2 separate regions of the Mus musculus genome follow, and region 1 is linked to region 2. Evidence: chromatin contacts called from public HiCAR-type data. All regions are on one chromosome and are shown on one strand. The core of a region is the stretch at or near the end of the contact, and the rest is flanking DNA. Distances in the headings are between cores, read along the strand shown.

The links. HiCAR-type assays count read pairs that join an accessible place to other places.
Region 1: a HiCAR-type map of embryonic stem cells shows a contact between it and region 2, with 4 times the contacts expected there. The contact joins the enhancer-like site here to the promoter of Tbx20 in region 2. A contact is called at or near these places in 8 of 484 Hi-C or Micro-C datasets (embryonic stem cells and morula), 6 of 115 datasets of contacts at active chromatin or transcription factors (embryonic fibroblasts, embryonic stem cells and stem cell-derived neural progenitor cells) and 3 of 9 other capture datasets (adipose tissue, liver and pancreatic islet).

The regions. Positions count from the first base shown.
Region 1 is chr9:24,817,107-24,820,230 of GRCm38.p6, reverse strand. No RefSeq gene overlaps it. Among named protein-coding and RNA genes, the nearest start is that of Gm29824, 43 kb to the right of the region's middle. Within about 2 kb of position 1,615, at least 15 of the 459 cell types and tissues checked have an H3K27ac peak or open chromatin away from gene starts, as enhancers often do. A contact at or near this core is called in embryonic stem cells and morula, where this site is marked.
Region 2 is chr9:24,772,434-24,775,741 of GRCm38.p6, reverse strand. Tbx20 (T-box 20) reads left to right here and starts at 1,439. Exons shown (of 8, transcript NM_194263.2): 1 at 1,439-2,023. The coding sequence starts at 1,897. It overlaps Gm29824 (a long non-coding RNA gene), which reads right to left and starts at 18. Exons shown (of 3, transcript XR_870586.1): 1 at 1-18.

The DNA.
Region 1 (3,124 bases), core at 366-2,865, 44 kb before region 2:
TCCTGTTTCCCAGAGTTTTTGTTGGTAGCTGTTTTGGTTAGCTGGTTGTTGATATTTCTTTTCTCCCAGCTCTGTTGATAGTAAGGATTTGCTGCTTTGCTCTGTTAGATAAGATTGACTCCTTCCTGTCGTCCCTCTGTGTCCCTCTGTTCATCAGTTCTTCTCTTGGCATATGTTGAGACTGTGTTTTTTCTTCATCTGTACATTATATAAAATTCCTCAGAACTGTCTGTAGTATTGGTCTAACTATAATGAACTGCCTTTTGCCTTCTTTTTTTTTTTTTTGTGAAGTTTTTTTTTTTAATTAGGTATTTTCCTCATTCATATTTCCAATGCTATCCCAAAAGTCCCCCATACCCTCCCACCCACCACCCCCACTTTTTGGCCCTGGCGTTCCCCTGTACTGGGGCATATAAAGTTTGCAAGTCCAATGGGCCTCTCTTTCCAGTAATTGCCGACTAGGCCATCTTTTGATACATATGCAGCTAGAGTCATGAGCTCCGGGGTACTGGTTAGTTCATAGTGCTGTTCCAGCCTTTTGCCTTCTTGTCTTGAAATGTTTTTATTTATCTGTCGAGTTTTGTTTGTTTGTTTGTTTGAGACAGAGTTTCTCTGTGTAGCCCTGGCTGTCCTGGAACTCACTTTGTAGACCAGGCTGGCCTCGAACTCAGAAATCCACCTACCTCTGCCTCCCCCGGTGCTGGGATTAAAGGCGTGCGCCACCATGCCCGGCTTTATCTGTTGAGTTTTTAAGAAATGACCTTGTAGTGTAAGAGAGCTAGTTCAGTAGAAAAAGTCTTGTGACCTGAGTTCAATCTTCAGGACTCAAAAAGTAGAAAGAGAGAACTGATTTGTACGTGTAGTCCTTTCACCTTGACACATGTTTTATAGCATAGATGTGCACAAACACACACACACATACACACATACACTCACACACACACTAAATACATGAATATGATTTTACAAAAACTAACCTGTTGAGTGTGACAATCTTGACAAAAGTTACTTCCTTAACAGTCTTCAAATGTATAATTCCACAATTTTCAGCTTTTGGGGTTTGCTGAGAAAAGATGTGATGTTCTCATGTTTCTGCCTTTGTATTGCAATTTTGACATCTTGACTGTGACATGACATGGAGAGGTTGTTCTTTGGCCATATCTATTTTGTTTGGCCTCTTGTGTTTTGATGTCCTTTGGTTTCTTTCCTTCTAGATTTAATAATTTCTCAACTACAGTTTCATTGAATAAGTGATCTAAGTCTTTAGATGTTATGTTGTAAGACCCGATGAGCCTTACGTCCAGGATGTCCCACTCACAGAAACATAGAGACAGAGATCGATGCAATAAGCATGAGACGTCATCAGACTGTCCAGCAATTGGGGCAGAGGTGACCTCTTCTAGGCACACACTTTTCATACAGTTTAAGGGTATGGTTTAAGGCCATTGTTGGCCCAAGCTGACTTTTCATTCCCCCTTTAGAAATGGTAATTAGCCTCTCCCTTCCTTCGGGAGAGGCAAGAGTCTTTTCATGACCTTCCTTAAGCAGCACTGATGGCTCCAGGTGAGATGAGGTCTTAGTCACCAGAAAAAGGAACTGAAACATTCCTGGTCCTTATCAGCACCTGCCTTGCTTTCTTGTAAAGCTTGTTTTGCTGGGACATTCCAGGAAGGGAGTGTTTATCACAACCTTCTAGCAGAAGGTCCCCAGCATGCTATTCTAGAAAGGTCTTTCAGGTCATCTTATGTTCTCTAAGATCACACATTCTCACAATGTCAGCCTTTTTTCTAGATCATATACTCTTGTTTGGGTCTGTTGAATAAATTCCAGAGATCCTGGAAGCTTGGGTCATGTTCATGATATATTTTTCTTCATGTGTCTGTAAGTATTACTGTCTCAGCTGTGTCCTAAATCTCTAACATTCATTTTCTACCCAGCTTTCTCTGTTGGTGTATTTTTATTTGATTGACTGATTCTTTCACTTTCAAACTTATGCTTGGTTATTTCTCTGTATCTCACTTTCCTTGAGTAGTTTTCCCTCCATGGGTTTTTTTTTTTTTTTTGGTTTTCTTTTGTTTTGTTTTGTTTTGTTTTGTTTTGTTTTTCCAAGTTAATGTCTGACTCCATCATCTACTTCGGTAACTCTTGTCTAGGTTCTGTACTGACTTCCTTACTACATTGATCTGCTTATTTGGACCATCTATATCATCATTTGGACCTTTCTAAAAGTCAGACTTTGGCTGAGAGTTTTGCATAGTTGACATAGCTTGCCTAACAGACATGGAGCCTTGGGTTTGATTTCCAGCATAAAATGAACTGGGCATGAAAAGTCTACAGTCCCAGTACTTGGGAGGGAAAGGCAGACAAGTCAGAAGTGCATCATTTTTTTACTACCTATGGAGTTCAAGGCAGGTCTGGGGTTCATGAGACTCTGAGAAAACAAAACAAAAGGTAGAATTCTGCAGTCTTTATGTAAATTCAGTGATCTCATTGTTGTTAATTTCCAGTATTGAGAAGTTACACACTTGTGTGGGTGTTGTAGATTTCTGTGTTTTGTTGTAGGCTTTCATCTGTTGTATTTACACACATATTAACATCAGTGTGTCCTCTGGTTTTTATACCCCCACCTCCATTTTCTGTAGATTTTGAAAGTCCCCCGAAATGGGAGAGACCCTCACTCAAGCCCCGGGATGATGCAACGCCCAACAACTCACGAGAGACTGGTCTTGAGGCAAACAGCAAGAGGTTTAACTGGGAAAGGCCAGTGCACTGGGGACGACTCTTATCCCACGCAGGGGTAGAGGAGTCGACCCCAAGCTCAAAGGGTAAGGGGTTTATAAAGGCAGAAACTGCACACACCTAGCATGGGGCTATAGCATTTGGCAAGCATAACAGGTTCAAGAAATGGTTGAAATATTCTGTATGAACATTTCCTAAAACAATGGAGCAAGTTAAACGTCTACTTTTTGGTTAGTACATCCTGGAACAATGGAGCAAGTTAAACTTTTACTCCCTGCCATTAGTGAGGTCTATTTTAGACACAAATCTAGGGGCTTACATAATTTTTCACTCTTCTCTCTCAGGATCTTTCAATTTCATTTGCTCTGTTTTATGTGATCCTTCC
Region 2 (3,308 bases), core at 190-2,689:
GGGAATGACTGGGACATGGTTGGAGGATGGGGGAGACTTGCAAAAAAGAGACACTGCTCTGCCAACTTGTCACCTTCGATCTTTTCAAAGTAGTTGGTCCAGACAAGGAAAAAAAAAAAAAACCTTCTAGTATGAAAAGTCTGCAGTTTTACTAATTTCTAATTTCCCTCAACATTGACACATTACAACCCAAATGCTGAAACGAGCAAACATAGACAGGATGGCCAGGCCAGTCTAAATCAGAACTTCCTCAGATGCCAACATTCTGTTTACACGGGATGTTCTTCATAGTTATTCTGGCTCTCGATTTCGCCCATAACTATGTTTCGGGAGCTGTGAAGAGGATGCAATGGGAGACAGGGTATGTCTTTCTTTTTATGTTCTTCACCCCACCCCTCCCCTACCCCCTTAAGACCTACCAAGAGGTTCCTAATCGCCAGATCAACTGGCTGGAAAGGAGAGCAAATATTTACAAGTATAGCTTGAGTGTGTGTGTCCTCTAGAGTTTACATGGTTGAGAGTGAAGCGGATTACCCCGCGAATTTGGAGAATTCGAATTATTTAGACTGAGCAAGGCCAACAGGACTCCCTCCACAAGGCTGTGGGAAGTCCTTAGCCCAGTCTGCGTCTGCAAGGCAGATAGATGGTTCCGTGTGGGGGGGGGGCGGGGGAGGAGCCAGAAAGTCACTATGCATCGCATGGTCCCCTTAGAGCTCCAAGTCCTGACCCCCCCTCCTTGCTTCAGGCCACTTCCCTACTTTCAGAGTCTCCAGAATAGAAAACCCAGACTAGAAGGGAAACAAACCACCACACAGCAGAAAGCCAGGTTCGCCAAAAACAAAATCAACAAAAACAAACAAAAAATCAAAACAAAGTATCCTTCCTACAGGCACCCTGCAGCTCAGCATTCTTTCCCAGAGCCCTGCCTCTCCAGCTCTCTGTGAAAAGAGACATAACTTGGGGACTGTCAAGTAGGGGACCTAGCACTAGGCACTGTGCTGCGTCACCAGGTTAATGCCGCTCAGCGATGAGGAATTTGCTCTACTGGGCCCTTCTCAACTATTTGGGAGCTCCAGTAGGAAAGGTAGAAAATGCGGAACTCAGTAGGACTTCCTTTGGTGACATTCAGTCCAGAGCAACGCAAATGCCTGTTTCTGGGTAGCAGTGAAAGTGCCTCTCTAGACAGCGCATGCTTCCCTCCTGCGGGATCTGAGACTCTGGGCGGAGGCGGTCCGGCTAGCTCCGCCACCCTGTTCACTGTGCGTCTTCTCCGGCTCTCCACCGGGAGCGCAGAGGCAGGAGGGCGCAGTGCCCTAGGCGCTCTCTCCCTGCGCCGCTCGGCCCCGCCCCACTCCGCACAGTCTGGAAGCAGTGACGTGAGACCACGCTGACTGGCTGCTGCCCGCAGGGATGGCCACCGCCAGCAAATTAAGGCGCGAGGCAGCAGGCGCCTAGGCACAGTTTAGGTCGCGCCTTGCTGCGCTCTGCAGAGAGGAGATCCGACTCCCTGGTTTCCGCACCCTCTAGAGTCCCACGCCGATCGTCACCTCCTCGGACTTGGGCCACTCAGCGGACCCAAGGAGGGAAGGGAGGGAGAACTCGGCGTGGGTGCTGGGGACCCCGCGTTTTGCGCAGTGGGCTTACAGTTTTGAGTTCCCGGCTGGTCCCCACCCTGCTTTCCTGCTGGTTCGAAGTCTCTGCGGCTCCCCTGCTTTGCTCTAGTGGACTGGAGAGGCCATCAAAACCTGGGAACGGACGCTTCGGGGGGGTCCCCAGTTCCGCTTTGCTTGCTCTCTGGAACTTTGAGCTGCAGTTTCGGGTCTTTGTCTCCCTTTGGGGAAGCTGGACTGTGGTTTGTCAGTCCAGGTTCCTGAGCAGGACCGCACGCTGGGAACCATGGAGTTCACGGCGTCGCCCAAGCCCCAGCTCTCCTCTCGAGCCAATGCCTTCTCCATCGCCGCGCTTATGTCCAGCGGCGGCCCCAAGGAGAAGGAGGCAGCAGAGAACACCATCAAACCCCTGGGTAAGTCGGGGTACTAGGCAGTCAGTATGGGCCCTGCTAATCTGTTTCCCGGGTGCGGGCAGTTTGCTCCGCGGGAAGCAAAGGTGGCTTTTTCTACCGTCTGGATCTACTGCTAAGTCTCAGAGTATGGACCAGAATTCGGTCCTGGGAGAAAGACTTTTTTTTTTTCTTTTCCTCTCAAGTTTTCTTTGGAGGCTTCACCATCAATTAAAGGTAGTGAATTCTCACTACCGGCTTGTGTTTGTATTCGCTTTCCCCAGTTTCTTGGAATCTCGACATCACTTAGATAGTATGAATGCTGTACAAATTTGTTTGTTTGAATGAAAACAAATTCAAGGACAAGTAAGGGTTAAGATTCGGGATCCACGGTGGTATATAACACCCAAGCCTGCGCTTGGAATCAAAGACTCTGAGACTTCACAAGAAGCCAGTTTAATTTTTCTATCACAATTAACAGTCTTAATATGTCTGAAAAGGACTATAAAATAGGCCGGTTTTTCCACGCAAGAGCCGGCTTTTTTTTTTTTTTTTTTTTTTGGTCAGGAACCCCCATTTTATACTTGCGATTTTCAATTGAGACTGGCAAGGCCTCCCCAAATTCCTCGAAATTTAACACTGTCTCTATAAAAACTGTTTTCTTTACAGAGGAAACTAGGCACAGATTAAAGAGAGATGAGCGGTGAGGGTGTCTTGAGCACACGAGAGTTGTATAAAAGCAACTGCTCAGGATAGGGGTTCTGAAAACCCTTACAACCCAGGGAAAATGAGTTGCTATTCTAAGGGCCTTGGTAATAATTATCGCACACCCTAATCGCCGACTATCAGAAATCAAGTAGCTAAGTTAAGACAGTTGAAAAAAGTCATCACTTTTTTCTTTTTCGCTATCCCTTCCCAACTCTAATACATTTCACATCCAAGATAAACACTAGAGAAGAAAGGGGCTTGGGAAACTAAGGAGTTTACACAGTGACAGGAGATTACTAAAGTCCAAAACAACAGTGGTACCAAGGAGATGTAAGACAGGGAAATGAGTGTGAATAAGAACTCCTAACTTCCACCTAAGTCAAGATCTGCGAAGGCAATGTGAGCAAGCCAACAAATCCTGATTATTTAGAGAGAGCATTGGCTACTACTGTCCAAGTTGGACCTGCTGAGGCTTCCGATCATTATCCTTGTACTTAGGGAATTTAATACCCCCATCTCATTTTGGTACCCAGTAGGAAAAGAAGATCTCAGGTCAAAATTCCTGACAAACATGTGAGCAGTGGTCTGGAAGCTTGCCAGC